Linked DNA regions of Rattus norvegicus: region 2 is linked to region 1. The links are chromatin contacts, called in public HiChIP or PLAC-seq maps. All regions are on one chromosome and are shown on one strand. The core of a region is the stretch at or near the end of the contact, and the rest is flanking DNA. Distances in the headings are between cores, read along the strand shown. Region 1 has its middle 21 kb from the start of Rpl14. Region 2 has its middle 160 kb from the start of Rpl14.

Evidence for each region. HiChIP or PLAC-seq counts read pairs in DNA pulled down with a chosen protein or histone mark.
Region 2: a contact with region 1 is called in an H3K27ac HiChIP or PLAC-seq map of oligodendrocytes, with 9 times the contacts expected there. The contact joins two enhancer-like sites. A contact is called at or near these places in 7 of 12 Hi-C or Micro-C datasets (the A7r5 cell line, frontal cortex, kidney and 3 more) and 1 of 1 datasets of contacts at active chromatin or transcription factors (oligodendrocytes).

What each region holds. Positions count from the first base shown.
Region 1 is chr8:129,181,764-129,186,507 of GRCr8, reverse strand. No RefSeq gene overlaps it. Among named protein-coding and RNA genes, the nearest start is that of Rpl14, 21 kb to the right of the region's middle. Within about 2 kb of position 1,692, at least 6 of the 93 cell types and tissues checked have an H3K27ac peak or open chromatin away from gene starts, as enhancers often do.
Region 2 is chr8:129,325,131-129,329,955 of GRCr8, reverse strand. No RefSeq gene overlaps it. Among named protein-coding and RNA genes, the nearest start is that of Rpl14, 160 kb to the right of the region's middle. Within about 2 kb of position 2,450, at least 31 of the 93 cell types and tissues checked have an H3K27ac peak or open chromatin away from gene starts, as enhancers often do.

The sequences.
Region 1 (4,744 bases), core at 443-2,942:
CCCATCCAGATTCCTTGTTCTTGTGAGTCCTTGACCTGTGTGTCCTACACCGGGTCCTGTATACCCTCCATGTTGACTCCTTCAAATACAAACTGAGGAAAGGACCCCTCCAGCGTCAGCAACATGCACTTCCGTTTACTCCGCAGCCCTGCCTGCCTCGGCTTTGCTGCCCTCCTGTGAGGTAGACACAGGACACTGCTCATTTTCAGGCTGCGCTGGAGGTACAGCATCGGGCTCTCAGGTGAACTGGCAGCTGATGCCTCTTGCCTGGGAGTGCAGAGCACAGCCTGGATTCTGGCGTCTGGAGCTGGGCGATGCTGCCCCTCTGCTTCTCAGGGCCTCGTGGGAAACCCAGATGCAACAAGAACCCCGCCCACTCCGGACTGGGAGCTGTCCGGGTAGATCCACCGAGCTGACCGGTGCTCTCCCAGAGCTACTGCTGAAGTTCAGCCAAGCTCTGCTGCTTGGAAACCAGACCGGAGCCGCGCAGAGAAGCTGCGAATACAAACACCTATGTCAGGTTTTAATTATCGACTGTGAATAGGGCAGAAAAGATGGCTCAGTGGGTAGAGGCGCTTGCCCCCAAGCATAATGATGTGAGTTCAATCCCTGGGACCCACAGGGTGGAAGGAGAGAACCAACTCCCGAAAAATTGTCCTCTAGCCTCTTACAAGTGCAACACACACACGCGCGCGCGCACGCAAGTTTTCTTTAATTGAAAACATAAGTAGATAAATAAAAACCGTGAACAGGGGGCTGGGGATTTAGCTCAGTGGTAGAGCGCTTACCTAGGAAGCGCAAGGCCCTGGGTTCGGTCCCCAGCTCCGAAAAAAAGAACCAAAAAAACAAAAAAAACAAAAAACAAAAAACAAAAAACAAAAAACAAAAAACAAACAAACAAAAAAAAAAAAAAACCGTGAACAGTGTGTGAGCCGCACACTGAGCCTCCATCACACATTCGTGACTGACTTTGCCCTGACTGGCATCTTCGAAATCAGCACAAGACACAAATTCTCAAGTCTTGGTTGCGGAGGCCAAAGGACTGGCTGTTCAGATGTTGGAGCTGGAGAAAGGCTGTGAAAACGGCTGAGGGGAAGTGGGCAGCCCTCCACTGGGCTCCACCCTACGATAACTGCATTTGAATGAGCTGGGGCGGATCCTGAGGGTAATAATTGGCTCTCGATTTGGGATTCTGTTGATGACTTCGGAAAATGTGCTCGGGCTTGGTTTATTCCGCTTTCGGATCTTGTACCACTTTAATGAAAATTTATTACCAGCAGCTTCCTGAACCGGAAAGGAAGAAATTGAAAATACACATCTGTGTATAAGTAAACAGGCGTGTGGAATGAATGCATTCTTTTTAGATGAGATGCCGGACTTCTGCTTATAAAAATGAATAAGGGGCCTTCAGTTTCACACATGAAAGGAAGCCCAGAGACCGTGTGTAACGGAGACTCGGCGCTAAGGGTGTGTTTGGGATAACCAGGGGCAGTCAGTATAGAAAGCATTAAGTTTAAAATCAGAAGATGCGGGCCCAAGAGATAGCCAGCAGGTTAAAACCTTCGATGTGAGAATCTAAGTTCAATCCTTAGGGCCTACAAAACAAAACAAAACAAAACCAAACAAAAAACCCAAGCCGGGCGTGGTAATGCACACCTTTAATACTAGCACTTGGGAAGCAAAGGCAGGTGGATCTCTGTGAGTTCCAGGTCAGCCTGGTCTATAAACTGAGTTCCAGGACAGCCAGGGCTACACTGAGAAACACTGCCTCAGTGGGGATGTGGGGCTTGAGGAGGAATTTAGGCCAGGTGTGGTTTCGTACATCTGTAAGCCAAGCATGCCTCCTTGGTGAGATAGAAGGCAGGGCCTGGAAAATCACCCAAAAGCTCGATGGACAGCTACCTTACGGTATTCAAGTCAGCAGCAGAAGTGACTGTCTGTAACTCTGTAGCTCCAGGGATCAGAGCCCTGAACAAAGGTACGACTTAAATCTAAATGCCAGGAAGGCATGTCCAACCTTTTGGATTGCCACATGACACTATCATCTACAAAGTTCACGCTATATTCAAGAAACCTACTGTGAATACTCCAGCTTGTTTGTTTTTAATTCCATTTTAAATAAGCTTACAGTTTTGTGTTGGGCCGAGTCCATAGCTGTGCTTGGCTCTGTGCAGCCATTGGACTGTGGGTTGGACACACTGCACATTGCTTTACCCCTTCATGGTAGCCGCTGCTTCACCCCTAGGAGCGATTGATTCCTTTGACCAGTGAGAGTGGGAAGGAGGGATAGGCCACTCAAGGTCGAGTTTCCAGGGCGGGTGCAAGTACACACATTCTCTGCCTTCCCACTGTGGCCAGTAACACTCCAAGTGGTGGTATCCCATGGCCAGAGTTCCCTCATGGAAGCAAGTTTTGCCCAAATCGAAACACACATGTAAGAAATAAACACCAGTTATTTTAATCACCACAATATGGTGGACTGTTAGTCCAGCATCCCCCAATCCACCTCCACTGCTGAGTCTGTAAGCGCCAATATACACTTAGAACGGTCAGGATGTAAAGTGAAGAAAAAAAGAAAAACAAATCAATCTGGGTACCAAGGGGCAAAAATGAATGAACAGCACAGGGTTGGAGAGATGCTCAGTCGTTCAGAGTGTTTGATCCTGAGTTCAGGCCCCAGAACCCATCAGTGGCAGCTCACACCTACTGTGACTCCGGCTCTCTCTAGAATGAGATCTGACACCCCATTCTGGCCTCCTTAGGCACCTGCACACACATGACTAGCGGGCATGCACATGTGTGTGCATACATGACTTAATAAAGGAATCTTAGGAGAATGAAACCTGTGCACTCCTGTTTTATTTCCCTGTAGCAAGCGCAGCCGACTGCGTGAGTCAGCGAAAATAATGAATGACTCCCCTGCGGGCAGCGCACATCCGCCCTGTCCTCTACCCCTCTTTTGTATCTCACATATAATACTATGTTGACATGTTGATCATTCCGTGAATTTCCCTCAAGACAAGAATCCTGCCTTTTCATCTATATTTCTCGAATTACAAGGGTAACAAGGACACACAATTAAACCAACAAACAAGACGTAATTCTCTTGGAAGCAAAACAAAACTCTGAACAGGTTGTACAACTGGTTCAAACAGGTTTATCCCTCATTAGTCATCAAGTGAATGCAAATTAAAAACCAGGGTTGAGATACAGTTCCAGCAATCAGAAAAAGTCAAAAGGACTGGGAACAACGGAGCTGCTCTCTGGTTGGATCTGAGGCCGCTCAATAGGAGGGAGTCCTGGCCTGGTGTGGTGGCCTAGTCTACAGCCAGGGATTCCACAGCCTCACAAGCCTTGGAGGGGAACCGCCCACTATTGTTTTACTAAACTGCATGGCCTTCTAAATGTTTGTTTTATACTCTAAACGGAGGGACCTGCCTCAGCCTTGGCCAGAAGCTTCTCTGTGCTGTGCTTAGCACTTAATACAAAGACTCAGAGCTGATAATGCTGTGGGCTAGCCCTAAATGGGACTCTCCATCAACCCCTGGAGGAGGAGGCACAAAGAGTGCAGGAGCTGCCTGGTGTGGTGGTGTACTGCCCAGCCCTGGGGAGGCAGAGGCAAATCTGTTTCAGGCCACTCTTCTATCCAGCAAGTTCTTGGCCAGCCAGACTACATGGTGATAGTCTGCCTCAAAATAAAATAAAATTGAATAAGATAAAATAAAAAGGAATGTAAAGGCTGCACGATGGAGAGGAGGGCCGGGAGAGGGCTGGGAGGAGGGCCAGGAGGAAGAGGACTAAGAGGAGGGTCCTCTGGACTTGACACTGCACCCATGAGCACACTACAGCTGTGGCTATCGACCAACAGCAAGCCAAGATGATCAGTGGACACTCCACTGGGCAGCACTAGTTAGCCTCAGTAGACTGAGGGGCAGGGAGGACAAAGAGAGAAGACAGACACAGAGACAGACACCAGACACACAGAGAAAAGGTTGGAAAAAACAGTGGGAGGGGATGCATTGGGGTGCCCAGGGATGAATAGAGGAGTGGAGAGGAGAGTTAGGGGTGTATATGACCAAGATACATTGTTTACATGTGTATAGTTTTTGAAGAAGTAAAAGATACTCTATTTAAAAAAAAAAAAAAAAAAAAAAAAAAAAGGGCTGGAGAGATGGCTCAGCGGTTAAGAGCACCCGACTGCTCTTTCAGAGGTCATGAGTTCAATTCCCAGCAACCACATGGTGGCTCACAACCATCTGTAAAGAGATCCGATGCCCTCTTCTGGTGTATCTGAAGACAGCTACAGTGTACTTATATATAATAAATAAATAAATCTTTAAAAAAAAAAAAAAAAAAAGACCAGAGATGGGGGCTGGTGAACCAGGGCAACCTTCACATCCCCAGAGGGAATGTGAGAATGTTTAGTCACTGAGCACATGGAAAAGTATACTCACCACGCCATCCCACCATTCCACCCTTAAACCTTAGACCTTTATCTAAGAGGAATGAAATCCCTTGCCCCTGTATCCATGCTGGACCACTACCGGTTCTATCACAGCGCATTGCAAAGCTAAGCTAAGCATCTGCTGTTTCACAGTTCTCTCAGGGTAGGGCATGGGTGGAGCCCAGATGAAGCCTCTGTTTCAGAATGTCCCATAAGACCTCTGTGATGGTTAGCTCTGGCAATGTGACACAACCTGGAATCACCTGAGAAGAGAGTATCAAAGAGGTACTGTCCACAGCC
Region 2 (4,825 bases), core at 1,201-3,700, 140 kb before region 1:
TGTTGTGTTTGGACCTGAGCCTCCATGGGGTCAGAGGGAAGCCTTCTTTCTCCACTGTGACACCTGCAACCATTTTGTTTTGTATCAGCAGGACATCTGCTTTTCACTGTGAGCCTTGACTGACAGTATTGATGTCCCCTTGGGAAAGACCTTGCTAAGAAGGAGGCCCTCACCCCTGAGTCAGAATCTGCCTTTCACTGAGGTCGTGGTAATAAACAGGCACACTAAAGTTTACAAGCCCTGGGTAGCTTTAACTGTCAACTGACCGTATCCTTGAATCCCCTGAGAGGGGCATCTCCATTGATGGGTTTCCCGATGAGACTGGCCACTGGGCATGTAAGGGACAGTGTTGATAATGGAGGGCTCTGCCCACCATGGGCCGCACTGGGCAGGTGGTCCTGGGCTGTGCAAAAGTGAGCTAAGCCTGGGCTTCAGAAGGAGCCAACCAGCAGCATCTCTCCAAGGTTTCTGCCTCAAGTTCCTGCCCTGACTTCTCTCCAACAATGGTCTGAGACCTGGAAGTGTAATCCAAATAAACCCTCTTCTTCCCAAGTTGCTTTTGATCAGAGTGTTTGACCACAGCAACAGAAAGCAGACCACCATTCTAGGTCAGAGTTGAGTCTCAGGACTACTGCTCACCAGTTCTATAACTTTGGGTGCTTTTCCTTGTCCCAGACTCTGAACTAAGCACTGGATGTCTTAGGACTCGGGAGCTGGCCCTTTCCTTTAAAGAATTGTTTTTTTAATTTTTTTGTTGTGTTTTGCCTGCCTGCACAAGTATAGACATCACACATGTCCCTGCGGACACCAGAAAATGGCATTGGATCCCCAGGAACTGGAGTTAAAGGTGATGATGAGTCACATGGGGGCACTGGAAACCAGGCCAAAGTCTTCCACAAGAGCAGCCAGTGCTCTTAACTGCTGAGCCACCTTTCCAGAATAACAAGAGAACAGGGCACTAACAATCAGTTCAATAGAGGGTTGCTGGGGAGGGCCCAGGTTCAATTCCCAGCATCCACGGTGGCTTGAAACTCTGTAACTTCTGGATTCGGGTCCTGCACACAGATATGCATTCAGGCAAAACACCAACAAGAGAGAGGTGGGGGAGAGAGAGAGAGAGAGAGAGAGAGAGAGAGAGAGAGAGAGAGAGAGAGAAGAAAAGAAGGAAAGAAGGGGAAGAAAGGGAAAGGAAGGAAGAAGAAAAACAGTTCAATAAACTTTATAATAGTAAACTCTATGTAGCGGGCAGGAGAGATAGCTCAGGGTTAGAGTACCTACAGTTAGTTCTTCCAGAGGATTTGGGTTTGGTCCCCAGCATCATTAACTCTGAGGACACCGCATGCAGATGGTATGATAATCTCATGCAGGTGTACACACAAATGAATCCATCTTTAAAAGGCATGTGCAACAGGAAACCAGATTTTACATGTTGCCCAGCCTCTGCCAGCAGAAAACAGTCCAGGCTTCTGAACAGATACTATTTCCCTAAGTGGTCTCACCCTTATCCTTGCTACATTGTTTCTGTGACTTCCTGAGGTCCACCTGGTATATGGCAGACACAGTGTGTCAAACTGATGTCTGACTGGAAGGTTGGATTCCGGGTGGCCCGTAACTTCTACTTGGGAAAAAAATAAAGTTGACCTCAGAAAATAGAGACCACCCTTGAATTCACCACAAATTGTGTGAGGCAGCTGGGGCCGAGGTAGTTCACCTTCGTGATAGTTACATGGGGGAAATGTGCTAAACAAACAGATTGGACAAAAAGAAGGGGCACGTTTAGCTATTTCAGGGTGTCATTTTTCAAGCCCTTTAATGAAGGCCACGCGACTGTACAGTGAATTAGACATGAATCAAAGCAGTTTGTTTTTTTCTTTTTCCTATTTCCTCTGTGTGTACCTGTGTGTGCTCAACTGCATTTCTGTAAGCATGTGTATACTTGAATGCCAGAAGTCAGCACCTCAGATGTCCTTCTCAACTGACATCCATCTTTAGTTTTTGAGAAAGGTCTCTCTTTGAACTGGAAGTTCTCCAGTTTCAGCAAGACTGGCCGGCCAGGAGAGTTCTGGAATCCTCCTGTGTCGGCCCCTCACCTCCAACACTGAGATTACAGATGTTTACCTCCATGCCTGACCTCTGTCAGGCACTGGGATTAGAGATGTTCATCTCCACCCCTGACCTCCAGCACTGGGATTTCAGATGTTCACCTCTATGCCGGGATTTTGGAGGTTGAACTCAGACCTTCAGGCTTGCACAGGAAATACTTGACTGATGTCTCCCTCACCCACAGCCCTAATTATGAGCTGAGAAATCTTGAGCGAGCAAGGATATGGGGCCACTGGGTAGTGGGAGGGCATGTCTGTGCTGTTACTGTAGACAGGGTCCCACCTGACTGGAACCCTATCTTTGCTTTGATTGGAAGTCCTCTAGTGACTTCAGGGAGAGGCTGAACCCATACCAAAGTTCTAAGAGAGGGAGATATGGACACACAATCTGCTGCTTCGATCCCATGTGGGGTTTGAAAGCTCTGCCCGAGGTACAGGCTCAGGGTTTCTCCCAATGCAGGGTTTCCCTGCTCCTATCAGAGGGCCATAGAGTCTGCTTCGGGCGAAGGGGCTGGCTGCAGATGCAGAAAGGAAGGGTTTTAACAGACACTTTCTTCACAGTTCCCTGAGCCCTGGGGGCACTGGTCCTTCACAGAGCAAAGTTTCATTTACCTTTTGGTTTCATGATGAAGAAAACACTCCCCCCCCCCCTCCGGTGCCAGCCCTCCACCTACAGACCCAGTCAAACTGCAGTGGTGGGAAATCTCTGGGGAAGCTGGTTTTGCAGGAATGCCTTTGTGAGAGAGGATCCTGCCCTGTGCACAGGCCAAAGGGGCTGCAGAGTGGAATTTTCTCTCTTCCCCTTTCTGGCAGGCAGACAGAGCCTGTCTTCAAAGTTCTCAGGAAAGGTATGTTTTGACAAGCACACACATACTGCTTTAGAAAAGCCGCAGAGGCAGCGCCTCTGTTGCCCCAGAACCCACTCCCTTCCACCCAGGAGTGGAAGAAGCCCTTTCACAAGCCACACAATGGAACCGGAGCCCAAGCTTGCTTGTACTGTTTCCCTGAAAGTACATAGCTTCCATTCTGTGGTTCCACACAGCAAATCTGCCTCCTCACAAATGCAGACGTTGGCAGGGCTGTTTGTCCAGCCAGCCCAGCACTGGCAGGGAACATGAAGTTTGGCAGGACTCGTGAGGCGTCTTTCTGTAGGGCTTTGGTTTCCTGGTCAGTTGAAGCCAGTCCAGTTATTGTCCCAGTGTTCTGCCAGATAAAATAGGGAGGAGGGGGGCTTTTCTAGAAGCCTGGCCTTGTGACTGCGGGATGTGGAGAGGGACCATGAGCTGAACAGGAAAGTAGGAACTCAGGCCAAGGCCCAGGAGTTCCCTTCTCCAGCAAGGGCTCAGACTCTGCTCTGTGGACTGTAGACTTATGCCTGACTAACGGCTGGCGCTGAAACCACCTTCAACCTCACACAAGCCCGTACCCTGTAATAGCAGTCCCTCTCTAAGATATGGGGCGAGCATTTTCAGCAAACAAGTCCACCTGTAATATAAAGTAATCTAGCATGCATGAAACCCCGAGTTTGATCCTCAGCAATGCATAAACTATGTGTGGTGGCTCACATCTGTGGTTCTAGAGTGTGGGAGGTAGCAGCAGAAGGATCCGGAATTCTAGGCTTACCTTGGCTATCTAGTAGGCTCAAGGGCAGCCTGGGATACACGAGACCCTGACCAGAGACAAATGAAAGAACAGAGAGGGATAGCATCCCAGCAGAGCGCAAAGGTGATGACCTTTAGTGTAGTGGTCGCTCCTGGCTTTCCTAGCCACTGATGTGTTCTCATGGCTGAGCAGGGTTGCTAACCACTAAAGCTATTGGTGTCTGATATTTAAAGTTCGGAGATTCTTTCTCCCCTGGACATGGTAGCAGCTACTGATTATGGGATCCCAGCACCCGAATGATACTTTGTAGATGTGAGAAATGTTGGAAACTCACAGCTCATCAAGTATCAGTCCACCATATTGTTGGGCTTTGTGTTGTTGCTGCTGTTTTTAACAATGTCTTTGAAAACCTCATACAAAATACCTGTTTCCAGCCCTGCAGAGGTTGTGGGCAGGAGGGGACTTGGTTTTCTTGAAAAGAGCTACACGCTGTGGATGTGACAGATCTTCCACTCTGCCCCAGCATCTGCAGCCTGACCTAGCTGGGCTGTCCCTAACAAACCTTTCCTCTCCACAGTCATATGGCTCTGAAATCATTCCCAGCTCTCCCCACAGGCTAACACTATCTATCAGCCTCCTGTCTATAAACTCCTCCCTACTTTGAGAAATCTTCCTGCCTCTTACCTTTACAGCTCCGGGTGAACGATAGGAGCTACGAGCAGAAAGGTCGCTCTCTGAATAGATTATGTGGTCCGGTCCTGGGCAGATCGAAACTCCTGTGTAGTGGGTCTGTGGCCTGCCACCCTGCCACCCCCATCCAAGTCACAACTTTGGGGATTGGATACATGGAATATTCCTGAGTCTACATGCCTGTGCAGGACAACTTTGTACACTCATACAGTTGTGGATATGCATGCATGTGTGTAAATACCACATAAAGCCACAAAAGCTCCAAAAAAAAAAAAAAAGCCACAAAAGTACTACCCAGGCATTTTTGTTTTGTTTGTTTTCCTAGACAAGGTCTCTTTGTGTAGCACTGGCTATCCTATAACTCCCTCTGTAGACCAACCTGGCTTCGAACTCAGAGATCTGCTTCTGCCTCCAGAGTGCTGGGATTAAAG